Linked DNA regions of Hordeum vulgare: region 1 is linked to region 2. Evidence: chromatin contacts called from public Hi-C data. All regions are on one chromosome and are shown on one strand. The core of a region is the stretch at or near the end of the contact, and the rest is flanking DNA. Distances in the headings are between cores, read along the strand shown.

Region 1 (4,103 bases), core at 817-3,316, 340 kb before region 2:
TGCCCTCTGGAAATCACCAGGTTTGAGATTGCTCACATCTGTCTGCCCTTGAAATCTGAAATGGAAATACAGATATTTCTTAGCACATGCGTGGGTGCTATTCTATAGCTCGGCACAATTACTTCTACTTCTAGCCAATAGAAAGGACTTCCTGATATGCTTTCGCAGCACTTTAAATGCAATAATTAATACGTTATTTTTAGTGAATTACAAGTACTTACTGGTCAATGTAGTCCACAAAAGGAAAAATCCCTCCTTGCCTCACCCAGACATACTTCTGCAAGACACAGGCGTCATCAAATGATCATTGAGCAAAAAAAAAAGAAAAAAAAAACTCGAAAGCAAAAGAGGAAGTAGCACCAATTCAAGTCAGCCAGCCCTAACAAAACAGTAGTTAACGTACCTTCTCGTCACCGAACTCTGCACGCCAGCCAAACAGCATCACACAAAGCACAGCGCCTCCACGCGGCTGGGGCGGCATTGCATCGGCAGCGGCCTGCCGAGCTGGGTCGACGACAACTCCTGGCCACGCTGGCTGCCGCTTGCCGAGCCGTGCCCACACAATGTCGCCATACAAAAACTGTGTGCTCCAATGAAGGTCCTCCTTGTGTGCCTGCCGGTCCTCTTCTTCCTCTTCATCTTCGTCATCCATCAACTCGTTTCTATGGTAACGGCTGTACGGTTCATCGTGCAAGGAGGTGAGCGTGCTGAGGGACATGGAGTACTTCCTGGAGGCAACAAAATTCTGGCACACTCGGTAACGCTGTGCCTCCTCGTCGTCGTCCACCTCTGACAATGCGCAAGTCCTATCCAAGATTGCACCTTTACGGCAGAGCGGCTTGGTTTTGGGAACGAGCTGCTCGACCTTGGGCGGCGCAGGTGGCTTAGCCGGCTTCTCCTTCTTCCAGGGGTCGATGAGCACCGAGTCATTGAACCGCGAGGGCAGCACCTGGGCACGGCCGCGCGACGTCCGGACAACAGGCGGGCGCGTGGCGGCGGGCGGCGGCTCAGCACAGGCAGGCGATGCAACCTCGGGCTCCTCGCACCAGCGGAACCCGGCGGCGGCGTAAGGGATGCCGGAGGCCGGCACGTGGCCGAGCAGCTCGACGGGGAAGAAGTCGTCACCCCTCTGCCTCTTTGGACGGCGCTCGCCGGCGCCGCCCTCGGCCTCGGCATTGCAGCGCTTGAGGCTGAGGATCTCCGGGCGCTGGGTCCGCTTGAAGATCATCCCACGCGAACCCTTTCCCCCCGCCCGAATTCACCGGCCCGGCGGCGAGATCACGGCGAATTCGGGGAGGGTTCCCCTGCAAACCCTAGCCCCGCCCTCGCCGCGGCGAACTGGAGAGGAGGGGAATTCGTCCCCCGCCTCTCCCCACGAGCCGTCGCCGAGACGGCGGGGGGAAGGGGGAGCAAAGAAGAAATCTTGGACGGAGATGCGGCCGGAGAGAGAGAGAAATCGGGATTGGGGGGATTGGGATTTTTTTCCTCTTTGTTTTTGGGTTCGGCTTGGGAAGGTGGCTGTTCTTTGTGTGTTCTAATGGGGCTCCGGAAGAAGAAGTCGTACGAGAAACGAGCGCGACGGACCCGGTTGTAAAAACGATCCTGGCCCTGATTTTTCTCTTCTCGTGGGATTGGGTTGGTTTCGTCTTTCGTGCGGGAGGAGGAGGAGGATGGCGGTCGTGGATGGGATGGGTGGTTACATGGATGGAAGTCGTCGTCGTCTTCGTCGTGGGTGCAGGTGGAGTTGCCGTCCTCTCGACTCGCTGTTGGATTTTGCTGCTGGTGTGGTGGTGACGGTGCGCCTCCATGGAGACGGACGGAGGAGGCCAGTTGGAGTTGGCGTTCTGGCGTCGTGGTACGAGCAGCATTTTTCTCGCCCGCCCGGAATTTCGTTTCGATTCGTGTGGGTTTGTTTGGGCTTCCAATCCGGAATTCGGTCCGGGCTTGCGAGTTGTGTTTCTTTTGGGTTTGAGTTTGGGTTTGGAGGAGATGGCTTTCGACATGGACGGGAGGAGAGAGAGAGAGATGATCAAGGTGGCCATGAACGAGTTTTGTGCAGTGTGGGCAGGGGAGCTATAGCCAGGGCGACGTCACGACGAGCAGGTAGGTAGGCGCTGTACCTGTCCTGATGATTCATCGCCCCTCCCGGGCGGAGAGACGGGTTGATCCAGATGCGACCGTCTCGATGGAAAGATCGATGGTTGATGGGCGATTTCGGCGCCCCGACGGAACGAAGAAATTTCCGGGTTTTTTATTTTTGTTCTTGTTCTTGTTTCGAGCTCGATCTCGTGCAGCTCGGCCCTGGCAGTGAGCGGTGCTTGATGATCTGGTCTAGGTGGAGCTTCCGGTGGGATTTCTCGTTCCTGCGAGTTTCCATGTCGGCCTTGTTGTGCGAATCGCGAACCAAAAATGGTGCACGGGCCAAGTGAGGAGAGCGCACGCTGGCAGCGGGCAGCATCACCGGCGGGCGTTGATCCAAGGATCGATAGATGGACGATCGGTCGGACTTCTTTTTCTCTTTTGATGAATTGAAATATAAATCTATCTGATTGGAGTCGTGGTCGCCGTGCTCGAATCCACGGTCGCGAAGGCGTGCAGCTTTGGCCGTGGCCGGCCCGGCCGGATGACACTTCCGCCGTACATTCGTGTCGCCTTGGCCCCGACTGCGGGTGCTTCCGCGGCCACGATTCGCCGGAGTTGGAGGGAATAGGAGGCACGGCACGGGCACGGGCACGGGCTTGTTTGCTGGATTCTCTCTCGGTGGCCCGGTCAGATTCCTGTAGTCGTACCGTCGGAGTTGGCTCTTCCATGGCCATGGCCATCGGAGCAAAGAGCATGGGCGGCGTGTGTGGCACTGCCTTCATGTTGTGTGTCAAATTACAAGGAATGTCCATGGCCATGAGTGAAGCTGCTCCAGCCTCCGGACAACGCTACGACACAAGAATTAATTTTGGAGTAAAAAGGATTGTTGGTTCCACTGCGTGCAGCCTTTCTCGTCCTTTTTCTAAAAGGGCTTTTCTCGCCCTAGTTTGCTTCTTCTTGTTTTTTTTATTCATTCAAGAAATTCTCCTCGTCGAGATTGTAAAGAACAGTACTCTCCGCCGGCACACCGGCCCAATCTTTTCGGCCGGTCATCGCACGGTCGTTCGACTAGCGCATCCTGGACCGTTTAGATCTTATCCCCCGAACCATGTTTTCCTCCTTGCGCCTCCCCTATCCCTCGCATCACAGCTGCGAGCTTGGCGCGGCGCTCGCTCCTCCCCGCCGCCCAAGCACACACCACCCCCCTCGCCTCACCTCCTCATCCACTCTCACCGCTGATCGTCCCTAGTTTCCACCCTCGTCTTCGGTCACCGACGAGCTCCATGCCTGCAGCACCCCGATGCTCGTCGTCGCTCACGCCTCATGCCACAGCTCGTCCGTCACATGTCATGCCTCACCCCCGGTGCTCATCGTCACTCACGCCTCATGCCATAGCTTGTTACATCTCGGTCGCCTGTTGCAGCAAAAACGAGCGCTCGTTCCAGCAAAATTGAGTAGCGGATCCAACAAAAACCATCTTCGCCGCCGAGCCGCGATGTCGGTTGCAGCTTGCATTGCCACCGGTTGTAGCAATTCGAAGAACCGGTTGTAGTAAATTTTGACACCAGTTGTATCAGAAAGCTGGTTGAAGCTTTTTTCACCACTAGTTAAATGCCCGTGCATTGCTACGGGGCAACAAATTTATGTATAGCGACATGGATAAGAATGTCACTGCCATTTCCGAACATGTGATTACGAATGCATCCAGACAAATACCGCCTTAAACTTGTACTTGCAATCACCTCATGCAAGTCAAGTTTATTTCCTTGGTGAACATATAAACATCATGCACATATAAACTGAAACAAAAATGCATATGTGCAAAAGATCATCATATAGTTTTTCATAACATAATGATTCCTCTCCAACTTGAAATATGCTTTGACATCATATGAAAGCAAAAGCAGAAAAATAGCTAATTATCACTTATTAATCTATACATTTCTTAGCAACCTACTTGACATTACGCATTTGTGATTGGACGAACCCGGATTCTAACCCGCGCTCCCGTCGCCCCCCCG
Region 2 (4,481 bases), core at 1,742-4,241:
ATAAACACAGATGCAATCACTAATCATGACATCTCAAGATGCAGGGCTAGGCATGAGCTAACGTAGTGTCATCCGTCATAGATGGATCGGGAAAATATCAGAAGATATTTCCTCGGTCTCCGCCTACTACTGGTCAGACGAAAACGATGAAAAAGTTCCACGTTTGCTATGCTAGAAGCACGTGACAGACTAACGGACTGCGTATTCGGATTCATCTCGTTGTGCTGATCAACTTTCATGTTCAAAATATTTTCATCTGCCTTACAGTTTAATTAATATTAATTTTTAAAGTTTTATTAATATTCTGTAAATTAAGGGAGGTTAAATTAAATCAATAAATACAATTATGACATTGACATGAGGTCATGTTGACATCAGCAGTCAACAGTCCTATTGACCGGTCAAACGGCCAGTTGGCCCCACATGCCATTGACACCATTTTAATTATGTTTAATAATTAATTAAACAAGTTAATTAATAGGGTGGGACCCTTCTGTCATTCACTGATTAAATTAACTAATTAACCTGATTAACTAAATAAGTTAATTAATTAACATAGTGATTAATTATTCCAATTATCCTTAATTACTTTAATTAACTAATTACTTAATTAAATTAAATTAATTAATTAGTTACTAATTTATTCTTTTTTATTTCCCTTATATATTATTATATATTTTTTCTAAACGTTCTGAGGGCCATCAGGCCCCCGTGTCATCCTGTGTAAGGGGGCAAAAAGCCACAAAATTTACTAACACACAGAGGGAGTTTAGTGGGTGATCAATCCCCACCAGATCGTGTTAGCGGGGGGGAGGGGGGAGGGGGTTGTTCGAGCCGCGAAGGCAACGGTGGCCGGCGGTAGTGGCCAAGCGGACGAAAGCTTTTCTACGATTATATGTCTATTATGTACAGGATATATACGCGGACATGAGTCAGCCGATCAACATTTACCCGCCCAGGAAACCACGCCCCCTTATTCGAACCTTCAATTTCATATGAGAACATGCATCGTAGTTTCACGTACTTTATACATGGATACTCCCTCCGTTCCTAAATATAAGTCTTTAAAGATGTTTCATTAGGAGACTACATACGGATGTATATATACATACTTTAGAGTGTAAATTCACTCATTTTGCTTCGTATGTAGACTATTAATAAAATATCTTAAAAGACTTATATTTAGGAACGGAGGGAGTAGATAAGAAGGAGCTACGAACTACAAAAGGAAATTCCGAACTGAACCAACAACTCCCCTACTGCTTGTCCGAGAGAGCTTCATGAACCTTTTGTTAGAGTCGCGGACCTCTTTTGTCGTTGGTGGCGGGGCGGATAGAGGGCATATCCACATCGTTGGGGTCCTATATAAGAGTTGCTCCCACTTGACGTAAGAGAGACGGATCTTGCGGTGATATGTTGTTATCATATGTTCGGACTAGAGGGACTCTAGTATGTCATAGTTCTTCGTGAAGAGGGTGGGGTCGATGACGAGCTCGGTAAGGGCGACATGCCGACACCATATCATGAACGCGGGTGGGCAAACTAATGAGCTCCGTGACATAGAGCTAGGTTTTTATGGGTTCACACCATGAGTTCGATATGACGAACACATATGAACGATCCTAGAATTTAGGTTGAGTTTGAAGAATGATGGACAACCCATACATTTGGCTGAAAATCGAGAAACCGTTTTTTGTCTGGGTCCTGTCCGGCCTCTACATCGGACAAAGGGGGTTCAACTAAAAATGTTGTGAGCCACAAACCCACCAAACCTAAAGCTCCAAGATAACCGTAGCAAAACTTAGATTTCTTTTTTTGTACCGCAAGAGCCCATGGACGTTTATTTGGAAGCATGCCATTTACGATCATTTTTTATGTCAATTCTTCAAAAACGCATGATAATGTTGTCAGAAATGCATGACAAACTTGCAAACAAATGGATTTGGGTGTGAAATCTTCTGTGTTTGCTCAAAGGAATTGCCATGTTTTAGCAGCCATGAAGAATGTTCGCAAACCCATACCTAATGAATGTTCGTTGAATATTATTAGATTTTTCTTACTTGTTGTCCAAAAAATTCAGACTCATTGAGTTACGGTAAAAAGCCGAAACTATTTGTACGGACGATGCATGTATGCATGACAACTATGGACAATCCAATCACGTGCTGCACTTTGATACACACTGATTCATATATGCTGTCGTGCATGAATCATGTACACAATGTCACGTACTTCTTCTCTTCTTAAATATAAGCATTTTTAAAGATTTCACTACCGACTATGTATAGAGTAAAATAAATAAATTCATATTCTAAAATATGTTTATATACATTTATATATAGTTCATATTATAATTTTTAAAATTACTTATATTTAGAAACGGATTGATTATATAGCAGTGCTAAAAAAATAATAAAAAAACGCGTAAATCAATCTGTGATTGAATGGTTCGAAAAATAGTGATATCTTTTGCCCGTCAGAGTTCAAGTCATAGGGCTTGACACATATGCTTATATTTTTCTGGATTTATTTCATGCCTTCCAAGATGTGCTTAGTGAAAGGTGATGTTTTTGTATGAAGGTGTCTGAGATGATTTCGTCAATTTTAAAATGATGTATCGATAAGGCCTTTCAAAAAATGCTCCTAGGATAGAATATACGTGCATACGTGCGTTCATACAAATAAATGTATGTACGTATATCTGAGTATTTTTAAAATAATATCAATAATAATAAAATAAATAAAAAAGTCGGACTCTTCGAACACTTGCAAGCCAAAAACTCCTTGGCCACGGAGGTCCCAAAGTCCCAACACCCGCACGCAGCATCCAAAGTCCAAATACCCCACCCCCGCCCCCACGCGCAGTCTGATCCGATCCCATCGGCCACTGACGCAGATTTAAATGTTTTTTCTAAAATATACCTACCGCAAACGGGCCCTACTCGCCCCCTCCGGCCTGGTCTTTAAATGCGCTGGCAAAGCTGCTCACTCCGTTCTCTCTCCTCTCCGTGCCACCACAGCCGCCGCCTCCCCACCAACCTGCCCCTCCCCGCTCCCGACATCCGAGGCAGGCAGCGCCTCCGCCGCGACCGCCATGGCGTTCGAGAAGATCAAGGTCGCCAACCCCATCGTCGAGATGGACGGTCAGATCCCTCTCCCGCTCCCCTCCCCGGCAGATCTATCTCCGCCGTTCGCTTGCCGATACAAACGATACATGTGCTGAATTTTGTATTCTGGCCGGGGTGATGACGGGGGATCTGAGAGATCTACCCGTCGTCCTGCTCCTCCTTTTTTTAAATCTCTGATAGCTCTTGGGCTCAGGTGTCTCTGATCTACCTCCGCAGTTGGATTGCCGCCGTGGTGTCAGAGATCGGAATTAGAACGTACAGTACATGGCGAGATAATTGCGCATGCATGACACCTTGGGTACGATCATGATTGTATATTTACAGTGGGAAGGTGCAGGGTGGGCCGTACTCTGCCGGTGAAATAGTTCTGGCTGACGTATAACTACTGGATCTCGTTTTTGAAATCTATTTTCAGAAACGGAAACCTTGAGTGTTTTTCGCGCTTTGGGTCCAATCGTAGCCAGTGCTTCATGTCTGCAACGCATGTTGCATCTGAGTTTTTTTTTCCGTCTTATGTAATCAAATTGATTTGTTGGTCCACTGTCGTGCTGATGTCTTGTTTTTTTATTACCTATAGGTGATGAGATGACCAGAGTATTCTGGCAGTCTATCAAGGACAAGGTAATCAATAAGCAACAACTCTAACAAATCTGATCCGCTTGGGCCATTGTGTGTGTGTGGTTCTTGTTTTCCATATGCTGTCAGCCTGATTCTTTCGTTTGTTTCAGCTTATCTTCCCATTTTTGGACTTGGACATCAAATACTTTGACTTGGGAGTTCTGCACCGCGATGCAACTGATGACAAGGTTACAGTGGAGGCTGCAGAGGCTACTCTCAAGTAAGAAGTTTTTAATAGTTTGAGTTTGTGCTGATATTATGCTTGGGTTCAAGGAAAAATATGATTGCTGTGATCACACCATTTCAAGCGATTTATGTAGCCTGCAATTTGTTACTTGAACCCATTAATTATCCTGTTGTGGTATATTTCCTTCCGAATATTGAATACTATGATTGATGTTCTTGATTATTCAAATATTGTTAACAGTGAGGGAGATATCTTTTCATTAATCTTGTTGATTAGTTATATCATTTGCATATCTTTGAAACTAGGTGCTTTGTCAGAAGGATTTGACCATATATAACTTTAGCACATTCTTAGGACTTTGTTGTTTTATAGTGCTTGCTCTAATCCGATGTTATTCAGGTACAATGTGGCTATTAAGTGTGCAACTATTACTCCAGGTATATTTTACTCAGCTTATGCAACTCAATTATTTGTTCTTCGTATTTTTGAAGCACCAGCACTTTTTGATGATATTTTCTCTCTAATATCTTGTTACTTCACCATGACAG

Evidence for each region. A called contact is a pair of places that touch in the nucleus more often than the background predicts.
Region 1: a Hi-C map of seedling shows a contact between it and region 2, with 3 times the contacts expected there. The contact joins the promoter of LOC123443998 here to the promoter of LOC123443997 in region 2. A contact is called at or near these places in 4 of 6 Hi-C or Micro-C datasets (leaf and seedling) and 1 of 1 datasets of contacts at active chromatin or transcription factors (embryo).

Annotation. Positions count from the first base shown.
Region 1 is chr3H:404,799,094-404,803,196 of MorexV3_pseudomolecules_assembly, reverse strand. It overlaps LOC123443998 (histone-lysine N-methyltransferase ATX4-like), which reads right to left and starts at 2,066. Exons shown (of 23, transcript XM_045120592.1): 1 at 404-2,066; 2 at 222-277; 3 at 1-55. The coding sequence starts at 1,228.
Region 2 is chr3H:404,455,104-404,459,584 of MorexV3_pseudomolecules_assembly, reverse strand. It overlaps LOC123443997 (cytosolic isocitrate dehydrogenase [NADP]), which reads left to right and starts at 2,991. Exons shown (of 15, transcript XM_045120591.1): 1 at 2,991-3,143; 2 at 3,706-3,749; 3 at 3,857-3,966; 4 at 4,333-4,370. The coding sequence starts at 3,095.